Linked DNA regions of Gossypium hirsutum: regions 1 and 2 are each linked to region 3. Evidence: chromatin contacts called from public Hi-C data. All regions are on one chromosome and are shown on one strand. The core of a region is the stretch at or near the end of the contact, and the rest is flanking DNA. Distances in the headings are between cores, read along the strand shown.

Region 1 (3,242 bases), core at 643-3,142, 130 kb after region 3:
TGGTACAACAATACACATTGTTAAAGTTGAAGATGCTTTCCATGAAATGCAAGAGTTCAAGGTTCGAGCAGAAGTCGCTGATGTGGCCAAATCACAGTTTTTGGAAACTGTTTCTAATGAAATCAGGACTCCCATGAATGGCATCCTTGGGATGCTTGCCTTGTTTTTAGATACTTATTTAAGTTCAACACAAAGGGATTATGTTCAGACTGTTCAAGTTTGTGGGAAGGCACTGATAACATTAATAAATGAGGTGCTTGACTGTGCTAAAATTAAAACGAGAAAGTTGGAGCTGGAAACTGTTTCCGTTGACGTTCGGTCTATCCTAGATGATGTGCTCTCTTTATTTTTTGAGAAATCTAGAAATAAAGGTATTGAGCTGGCAGTGTTTGTTTCTGATAAAGTTCCAGAAATGGTTACAGGAGATCCAGGCAGATTTAAGCAGATAATTATGAATCTTGTTGAGAAGGGTTCATGGCTTTCTGGTGAGGATGGTGGTTCCAAATTACAAACGTTGGACAGACAGAAAAATGGACATGTTTTTAAGTCACCAAAGATGATTCTTCTTGCGAAAAATATTTGTAATGATGAACTCGAGAAAAGAAAAGCAGCAGGTTTTGCAGATACTATGATTATGAAACCTTCGAGGGAAAGAATGGTGGTTGCATGTCTTTAGCAAGTGCTCGAGAGAGGGAAAAAGAGGCAGCCTGGAAGAGGCATGCTGAATGGACCGTCTGCTACTTGGGAGTCCTTAGACCAACTCAAGAGCATTCTTCCTCAAGTTGATCCTTGAGGACAATGATCATTTTAGGGGGAGAGTATTTGATACGGGTCAAAACTGAAATGTCGTAAACGGTGCGTTTTAGTATAAATGAAATGATGTGCAGTGACTTCAGTAAAAACGGGGCGTTTTGAATAAACGTTAGTACTGTTAGTTTTAACCAATTTTGGACTGTTTTATTTCCTTATATATATATGCAGCTGTAATTGGATGGAGGGTAATGAAATGAATATGTTTTATTTGCTTCTTCCCTTTCAATTTTTGTCTTCCCCTATTATTCTTCTTCTTCCCTTTTCTATTTCCTATTTTCTGTTTCTATTCCTACCACTTGCAAACAAAAAAAATTGAAATAATGAATACATAAATCATAAATTTCAAAGTTAAAATTTTAAATTTTAAATCTAAATCCGAGTTTCTAAGCGCTACTTAAAAATTATTGAAATTTATACTCTATTTATAGATGAAAGCATGAACTTACAAAAATACTCTAACATACTATGTGAGATTATTGGAAATTTCAAGTTCTCTCATTTCTTTTAGTTGTGAAATTTGAAAAATTCCAACAATCCCATGTAACATGTTAAATTTTTCAATAAATTATACTCAAAATTATTAAATTATTATTTAATTTATATCTTAGTCACTCAATTTTAAAAAATTATAAATTAATTATTAAATAAATTTTTTTAAATAATTTAACAACTATTTATAAATTTTTAAAATTAAATCATGAAAACGTAAATTTAAATAAATAGCACGAAACATGACGTTGATGGATGGTGAGATCCTAAATTAGTTTTATCAGTTGATACTTTCTTTCTTTGTCCTTTTCTTCGTGAAAAAATTCAATAAAAAACAAATTCTCAAAAGTAATTTTTTTAGAAATTCAAGATAAGAAATAATAAAAAAATCAGAATAACAAAGTAAAAAAAAAAAAAACCTTTGCATGTGACTAAAAACATTCGCATTTATATATTATATTATATAAAACATTTTTTTCATTTAAATACAAAGTACACTTAAACAAATAAAAAGAATTGATAAACAAATAAGAAAAATCCAAACATTACACGTTTATTTATTTGTAGCCACTTAAAATCAAGCCAAGCGAGCAAGCCGAGTCTCTATATTATCTCAATTGGACTGTTACGCAGCCCACCTCATTGAAATTTGTTAAATAAATAAGCTTTCAAATATGGGAGTAATGCCTTTTGCATGATTTTGTCTTTAGATCGTCTCTGTTTTAGCCTCCCTTTGCAGACAATTATAGCAACGAGAGTTTAAACTGACCCAGAGCTTCAAACTTAATCATGGGGATTGCAAGGGCGCAAGATGAAGAGAGTGAAAGAAGGGAGTTTGAAGACTTCAGGAAGACTTTAGTTGCTTTGGCTGCCACGGAAAGAAGCAAAGAAAATGATGACTTCAAAGGCCTAATGAGTTCCCATATCGCCGACCTTGATTTTCAACAAGACAAGCTTGTTTGTGTGACCAGTGGTGTTTCTTTCCTTGGGCTTGCCTTAGTTAATCGTCTCTTGCTCCGTGGATACTCTGTTCGAATCCTTGTGGATAACCAAGGTAACCATTCTATTGTTCAGAACAGCCTGGAATCTGACAAGGTTAGAAAACCCTTGTCTGATTTAAGGTTGTTGTCTGTTTCCCGTAGACTTCTTTATTAAGTGGGTTCTTTGGGTTTGATTCAAAAAAACTGCAGAAGATGTAGAGAAGCTGAGGGAGATGCAAGTTTCTGGGGAGATGATGATGGCTTGTAACAATAAAATATCAGTGGTAATGGCTAGGCAAACTGAAATCCAGGGGCTGATGGAGGCCTTTGATGGGTGTCGTGGAGTGTTTCACACCTCTGCTTTTGTTGATCCTTCTGGCATCTCTGGTTATTCAGTGAGTTTTCCTTCTTTTCTTTGCTATTCACACACATCAAGTGACTAATAATGCTGCAATTTGTTCTATGATAGGAATGAACATTACACAAAGACTAACTTTTCTTACATTGCCAAGTTCTTGCCCATTGTTTTTTTTTAAGTATTCTTTGAGCATATCCGGACCTAGATACGAAGATAGTCCCATTTAGAAGAAAAAAAAAAGATTAGAAAAATTGAACATATTTTGGACACCTACTTGTATCCAGCACTTCCATGGTTTCACCTCAGTCCAAGTAGCTAAGGAAACACCAACATTATTTTTCGTAGGTAGATAGTTATACTTCCAGGTACGGGGTACCATCAGTATATTTCGTAGGTAGATAGTTCTTCTTGAGATGAAAGATGAAAGGAATGGGATGAACAAGTCAACTGAAAAGTGTTGCTTTCTAAAAATAAGTCTTTCACTGCAAAAATAAGCATGCCCCTGACGACTTCATTATTGGGTTGGCCTACCGGGTCCAGGGCACCACAAGTGCTAGTTTGTGGTCTGAATTTATGCCAAAATCATAAACTTCATCATTCAC
Region 2 (3,463 bases), core at 612-3,111, 150 kb before region 3:
CCCTAACCTCTCTAAACCTACACTAAGAAACCAAACTAATACAAGATAAACCTTACTCCACAAACCAATTGAATCATTCAATCTCATTTTTCTCCCAAAAACTTCACTTCATCATCTAAACTAACATCAACATAACAACCAAAGCAAATAATCACATTATCTACACCTTCTTTCTCTCCATCTCTATTGTTCTAATTTTTCTTAACAGCCCAAGCAGCACAACTCTTGCACGAGGTGTCATGGGCAAATCATAACTAAAAAACCTACATGAATTACAAAATTGATGGCCGAAGTTTTCTCAATAAAAAAAAATCTTCTACTTGGGTTATCATTAGACCATGACATTTTTAAATCAATCAAATTTCCATATAAAAAGCATACCGGATGAAATCGGGTAACACCATTTTTTCCTTCTCCTTCCTTTTTTTCATCCTCTTCTTTTTCCTTTGCTTCATTGTTGTTGTGTCTAGAAAGAAACAAATAAGCTGAAGGCCGCCAATTTTAAGGTTTTGGTCTTTAATTTTTAATTTTATTTTCTATTTTCTTATTTTATGATAACATATGAATGATACTTTGTGCTTATGTGACAAACATAACATGTCAGGTCGTTTCGCTATTAAGTTTGTCACACTTTTAACAATCGAGTGATCAAAACGTTAGAAGTTAATTACTCTACTATAATTTTCGTGGTTCAATTGTAAAAAAGAAAAAGAAAATTAACCAAAATTATGCGAATATATATTTTTTAAATTTATCCTATTTTTAATATAAAAAGACTATATTTTTATCATATTTAATTTAATTTATTTAATCATAATATAAAATCTATTTATGATGTACGTGTAGATTTCACGTTGTTATTAGATTATAGGACACACATAATGTAGGTAAAAGAATTATGTAATATATTTATTTAAAATTGACACTAAAACCAAATACTACTTTGGTTCAAATAATAAAGTAAAAAGTGAATGTTATGGTATCTCGGAATAAAATCTCATTAGAAATATGTATTTTTTTATTTCATATAAAAAATAATTATACCTCAAAATAATAATTGCTTAATTTGTTAAAACAAAGATGGTTTAATTATTTAATAACTTAATTAGTACCCACTGTGGATAAGCATTATATATGTATTAATTATAGATTTGATATATTCTATCAAATTTGATATTGTGATAGACTAATTACAGTAATTGAAGGTGATTAATGTTGAAATTTTGAGTTAATTGAACTTATATCAGGGAAAAGCAACAGTAAATGCTCAATCCAAAAAAATCTGTTTATTATTTAAAATATTAATATTTTTTTATTATTTTACTATTTCAAACTGAGTCAAACCAGTTTGAATATTTATCAAAAGTATCCAACGCAATCCGAATAGTTGAAAATTTTAAAATTTATAATTGAATAATTCTAATAATAAAATTAAGAAAATATAAATTTAATAATTTGTAAAATCTTAACTGAAGCTGACATGGCAAAATTCTATTGGCGAAATGAAAATTTGGAAAGACGAAAATCGTCTCGAATTCTTTTTCGCCACGCATAATAATAATACATGGATATTCAGGTAATGGCAATAATGGTAATTTAGATGAAATCCAACACCGAATGAATATCCTCCGTAACAACAAACACACAAACGATTTAAACGCCGCGTCTTACTTCTCCAGTTCTCCCCAATTATCCAAAGCCACGACGCCATGCAATTTGCATGCACAAAAAATAATACCAAATTTTTTAAAGAAAAAGAAAAAGGAATTAGAATTTAATTAGGATTAGTGGATAATTAAAATTTCGTGTTTCAAAAAAGAAATTTTAGTTTAAAAAGGTAAAATCTTATCGACGCGGATTTCTACTCCAACTAAAAATCCTTCTCTATCCCTTGCTTTATATATAACTTTCAAATCTGTTTCATCCTTCATCCTTCATCCTTCATCCTTCATCAATTTCTCCTCTCCTTTTCTCTCGTTACTGCTTAAGCTTTCGAAGATGGGACTTGCTCGCAATGTCGTTGGCATTATTGGTAATTTATGTTTCTCTGTTGAGTTTTGGAGCTTTTAAAGGTTTTGATTAGTTTTTTTTTTTTTTTGATTTTGATCGTGATTAGAAGCTTTAAAGATGTTTTGAAGCTTTGATCAATGGCGATCGATGTTTTGTTAATCGTTTCCCTTTCTTTTTTTGGTTCAATAAGCCAATATAGTTTTCAAACTTCTTTTCAGTTTTTCATTAAGTAAATATGAACTTTAGTGTTCATGAGGTTAAGTTTTGGAGATTTTAGAGGTTTTAATTGCTTTTTGTTGAATTTCATCATGATAAGCGATGAGTTGACGTTAATGCGTTTAGATTTACTGCGAGTTTAAAAGCTTTGATAAGAGTTTTCACATTTCTCTTCAGTTTTTCATTAAGTAAATATGTACTTAAATGCTTATCATGTTAAGTTTTTACGTTATTAACGAATCTACTATTCTATGAAGATCGAAGACTGGTTATTCAGTTTTCTTTTTTCTGTTTGAAGTTGTTTCGTTTATTTATACATTTATATATTGTTTTGCAGGGAATGTCATCTCCTTCGGCCTCTTCCTCTCGCCAGTGTACGCATCTTCTGTCTAATTATCTTGCTATGAATTTATTATTTTATTTTAGATTTACCTAATTAAAAGCTTAACGAATAGCTGGTAAAAAAAAATGCTTAACAAATTTCTTTTTCTGGTCCGTAGTAAATTTATTACTATAATTCTAAAAGTATTATAGACTCGAATCTCTTTATTCCTTTTCCAGATGTTGTATATATAGAATGATAAACGATTATATAAATATACCTATAAATTGAGTTTTTTTCTTGAATATGTGAATATATATAATGAAGTTTTTCTTTTTCATAACTTTTTCTTTTGGATTCAAAATTCTCACTGACAATTGTTGGTTTTTGTGAATAAATGTTAATAGGCCAACTTTTTTCCGAATTTATAAGAACAAGGCAGTTGAGGAGTTTCAGCCATACCCCTATTTGTGCACAGTTCTGAACTGTATTTTCTGGATGTTTTATGGTCTTCCCATTGTTAAAAAGGACAACATTCTAGTCTTGACCATCAACAGCGTTGGCCTTGTCATTGAGTTGCTCTACTTAACCGTATACGTGGTTTATGCTAATGATCGGAAGAAAAGGGTAATTATACATGAACCTTAATTTGCATGCTTATTGGCCTTTACATTATTTTCTATTTTAACAAATTCACTGTGTGTATGTATAAAGATTTATTGGTAGAATTTTAGGATGAGAACATGTGTTAGATTGAACTTACGCATCAATATTTGGTATGTGGTTTTGGGGTTTTAAATATTGTGTTTTTTTATTGTTATTTCAGCTTCGTGTTGCTCATATCCTTTTGGCTGAAGCAGCTTTGACAGTAGCCATTGTTCTCATTGCAATGCTCTGCTTCGATAAACACAGATC
Region 3 (3,146 bases), core at 445-2,944:
CCCCACATTTAGCTCTACAAATTATTGCAGCAATACATGTTAGTGAATGTGTATATATATGTACCTTGGGGCTTTGGCCCTTGGCAAGCTCAGCATACAAAGCAGGATTCTTCCTGCAAGAAGACAAAAAGCAAGCAGTTAGTGAAAAACCATTGAAGAATATGAAGAAAATTAAAGGAAAAAAAATGAAAAGAGTGATGACTAACTCATATTTTTGTGACTTGAAGTAAACGAATCCTTGTTTCAACCTCTCCACAGAATCATCAGATGTTGTCTTTAACTCAGCTGTCACTTGATCTACCTTTGCGGCTGCTACAGCTTTCAATTCTCCTTTCTCACTACATGTATCAATTTATTCAAAGTTAATGCTGAGAAACTTTTAAACTCCAATTAATTTAAGTTAAAAGTCTACTCTTCTCATGTTCTGAGAGCACCAACAGTTGATAAAAGTTAAGATAGTTTATAATTTTATATATATTACCTAAGCAGTTTCTTGAGAGCTTCAATGGCTTCCTCGTATGACTTGTCTCCCATGTCTTCTCTCTGAAAAATTTCAAGCACCAGTAAAAGTCAGTGACTTTCTTATATGTTCTTACCATTACATGTACATGTATATATATTATTAGTTCGTTGGAGGGCATACAAAAATGAGAAATGTCTGACAATAAAGAAACAAACTAGTTCAATGAATCTTTCTCTGTTTTGAATAAATGTTAAATCTTAATTTAGCTCTCAGAACCAGCTATTTTATATTTGATGTTATTTAGCCAGAAAGAGAGATAATTAATTGGATTGGCTGATTTGGGTTAATCAGAGCCACACGCGTCTTACTAGACCAGGTAAGGGCATTAGCACCATTGATGGAAGGCCAACTCAGGAAACAAAACGTGATTTGGGAAGGTTTTCTTTGTAATTTAAATGTTATTTATTTAGCCAACCAAAGAAATAAATTTGATTGGTGGGTTTAGGGTAACCACAGCCTCACACGTATTATTAGCAAGGCTGTAAGCTGCTCATGTGGCTACTGCCACCATTGATGAAATGCCACGTGGTTGACAAATCATGAGATAAAACGTGGTTTGGATATAATTACTTTTGATGTGGCAATTTACGTCTTTAGCCACTCCTAGAGTTTCACGTGCTAAACTCTCACGGATTGCCACATTAATATTTAATATTTTCATGACAATGGAAATATATATATTATTTGATACTCAAAATGTCACTTTATTAAAAGTTTTTAGAAATAAATATAAAAATATTTTAATAATAACTGCGTAATATATTATATATTTATATTTTAATAATGCGAGATTTAAGAAGTAAAAAAAAAAAGGTAATGTAATAAAAGAGAATAATCCATATGTATACCCAATTAGAAGGGGTGAGCAAAGGAACAGGAGCAGCGAAAACAGGCTGGTTGCGGATGAGTGTTGGAGGAGAAGGGGAAGAGTTGAGGGTGGCAACAATGGAGGAGGATCGTAATGTGGGTCGCCAGAGAGGGAAAGAAGTGGCGGTGGCAGTGGAGGACGAAGTGAGGCACCAGCCGTTAATGGAAGCGGTCGACATTGCCACAAGGTGTCATACAATTTACAATATTTATACCATATTTTTGTGAAGGATAGCTTCTACCTCTGTAGATTATGTTTGGACGTTGGATGGACATCCATTTTTCTCTTTCTAACGCATTATCATGAATAAATTTAGGATTAATCTCACGCACTTTTAATTAATAATAAAATAACACATAATTGCTAGTGTAGAATAAAAAATATATTAAAGTACTTACGATTAAATTTATTTAATATAATTAAATATTAAATATAATTATTTTTTTTGAATAAATATAACTATTTTATTTCTCTTTCAAGTGTTGGTTTTACATTTCCGCTTTTAAATTTTAAAATTTAAACTTTGGATTTGATATTTTTATATTTATTTATATTTAATAATTATAATTAATATATTTTTAAAAATAATTTTTTATTTTTAAATTCTTTAATTTTTTTATTTTATATTAATGACAATCTTCTATCTTATTTTTTAGTGATTTAGTGATAGTGCATAAAATTTATGCTGCACCCAAACATCAAATATTTTTCATAAAAATTTATTACATTTTTTTTCATTACATCTTTATATATTATTAATGTAGTCTTTTTCCCTCTTGAGACATGCATGCAATGATTTTAAAGGTATAATGATAAATTTAATCCACAATGTTTATATTTTTTTTAATTTGATTTTTATTCTTTTTATTTTGTTTAATTTGACTTTTAGTCTTTTAAAAAAATTTAAATTAATTTTTTAAAGAGAAAATAGTGACTAAAACATTAATTTTTAACGTTGTTGACATGATAACTTACATGACAATTCATATGCACATCATACTAACATAACAACATTCATTTTATATGTCACGTCAATAAATAATTTATAAATTATAAAAATAAAATAAATCAAAGTTAAAATTGAAAAAATATATAAAAAGTTCATGAAATTTAAAAATATATAGTACAGGACATAACTACACATAGATTGCATGCAGACTGTCATATTTAAAATTTTAATATTTTAGTTAGTATTCTCATCAAAAAAACATCATTTCGACACTTTTAAAAGGTTGATAGTTAATTTTAACTCTTTTTAAAAAAATGATATCAAATTTAGCTAAAAAAAACAATGGCTAAATTGAAGATATAAACGTAAAGGGTTAAATTTGACATTATTCCTATTTTAAAAAAATTTTCCAGGAAGATGATAAATATATGTTTGAAACAAAACTTACAAAAAAAAAAGTGGGGGATAATATTGAGAAATATAAAGCAAAAGTTGTTGGGTTTTGGGGGGGAGGGGGGGAGCAATGGTGCAGCAGGAGAGATGAAGATGAATGAATGAATGGGTGAAAATATTAAAGCAATGGATAGATGAAGATAAAACCCTATCCCTAAAACATGGCTCCAATGATATGTGGGGTTGTGTTAGATAGTCAACCTCAGCTGTTCTTTTCGATGTTTATTTGTTTTTGGATATGTCCACACATTCCTGGCAATACCGCCTGCTTTCTCGCTCCTTTCACAATGGAAGAAATTTGAGAAACTAGCCATGTTTTCCCCCTATAATTTGAGTGGGAGAGAAAGGATTTT

What was found. Hi-C and Micro-C count contacts between places; a contact is called where the count stands out from the background.
Region 1: a Hi-C map of leaf shows a contact between it and region 3, with 1.6 times the contacts expected there. The contact joins the promoter of LOC107959853 here to the promoter of LOC107959851 in region 3. A contact is called at or near these places in 2 of 34 Hi-C or Micro-C datasets (both in leaf).
Region 2: a Hi-C map of leaf shows a contact between it and region 3, with 2.0 times the contacts expected there. The contact joins the promoter of LOC107961465 here to the promoter of LOC107959851 in region 3. A contact is called at or near these places in 5 of 34 Hi-C or Micro-C datasets (all in leaf).

The regions. Positions count from the first base shown.
Region 1 is chrA05:99,333,221-99,336,462 of Gossypium_hirsutum_v2.1, reverse strand. It overlaps LOC107959853 (cinnamoyl-CoA reductase-like SNL6), which reads left to right and starts at 1,892. Exons shown (of 5, transcript XM_016896016.2): 1 at 1,892-2,356; 2 at 2,493-2,677. The coding sequence starts at 2,092. It also overlaps the pseudogene LOC107960977.
Region 2 is chrA05:99,619,841-99,623,303 of Gossypium_hirsutum_v2.1, reverse strand. LOC107961465 (bidirectional sugar transporter SWEET6b) reads left to right here and starts at 1,861. Exons shown (of 6, transcript XM_041114252.1): 1 at 1,861-2,032; 2 at 2,564-2,600; 3 at 2,956-3,175; 4 at 3,375-3,463. The coding sequence starts at 1,999.
Region 3 is chrA05:99,468,077-99,471,222 of Gossypium_hirsutum_v2.1, reverse strand. LOC107959851 (carbonic anhydrase, chloroplastic) reads right to left here and starts at 1,694. Exons shown (of 8, transcript XM_016896015.2): 1 at 1,372-1,694; 2 at 482-543; 3 at 207-338; 4 at 65-113. The coding sequence starts at 1,569.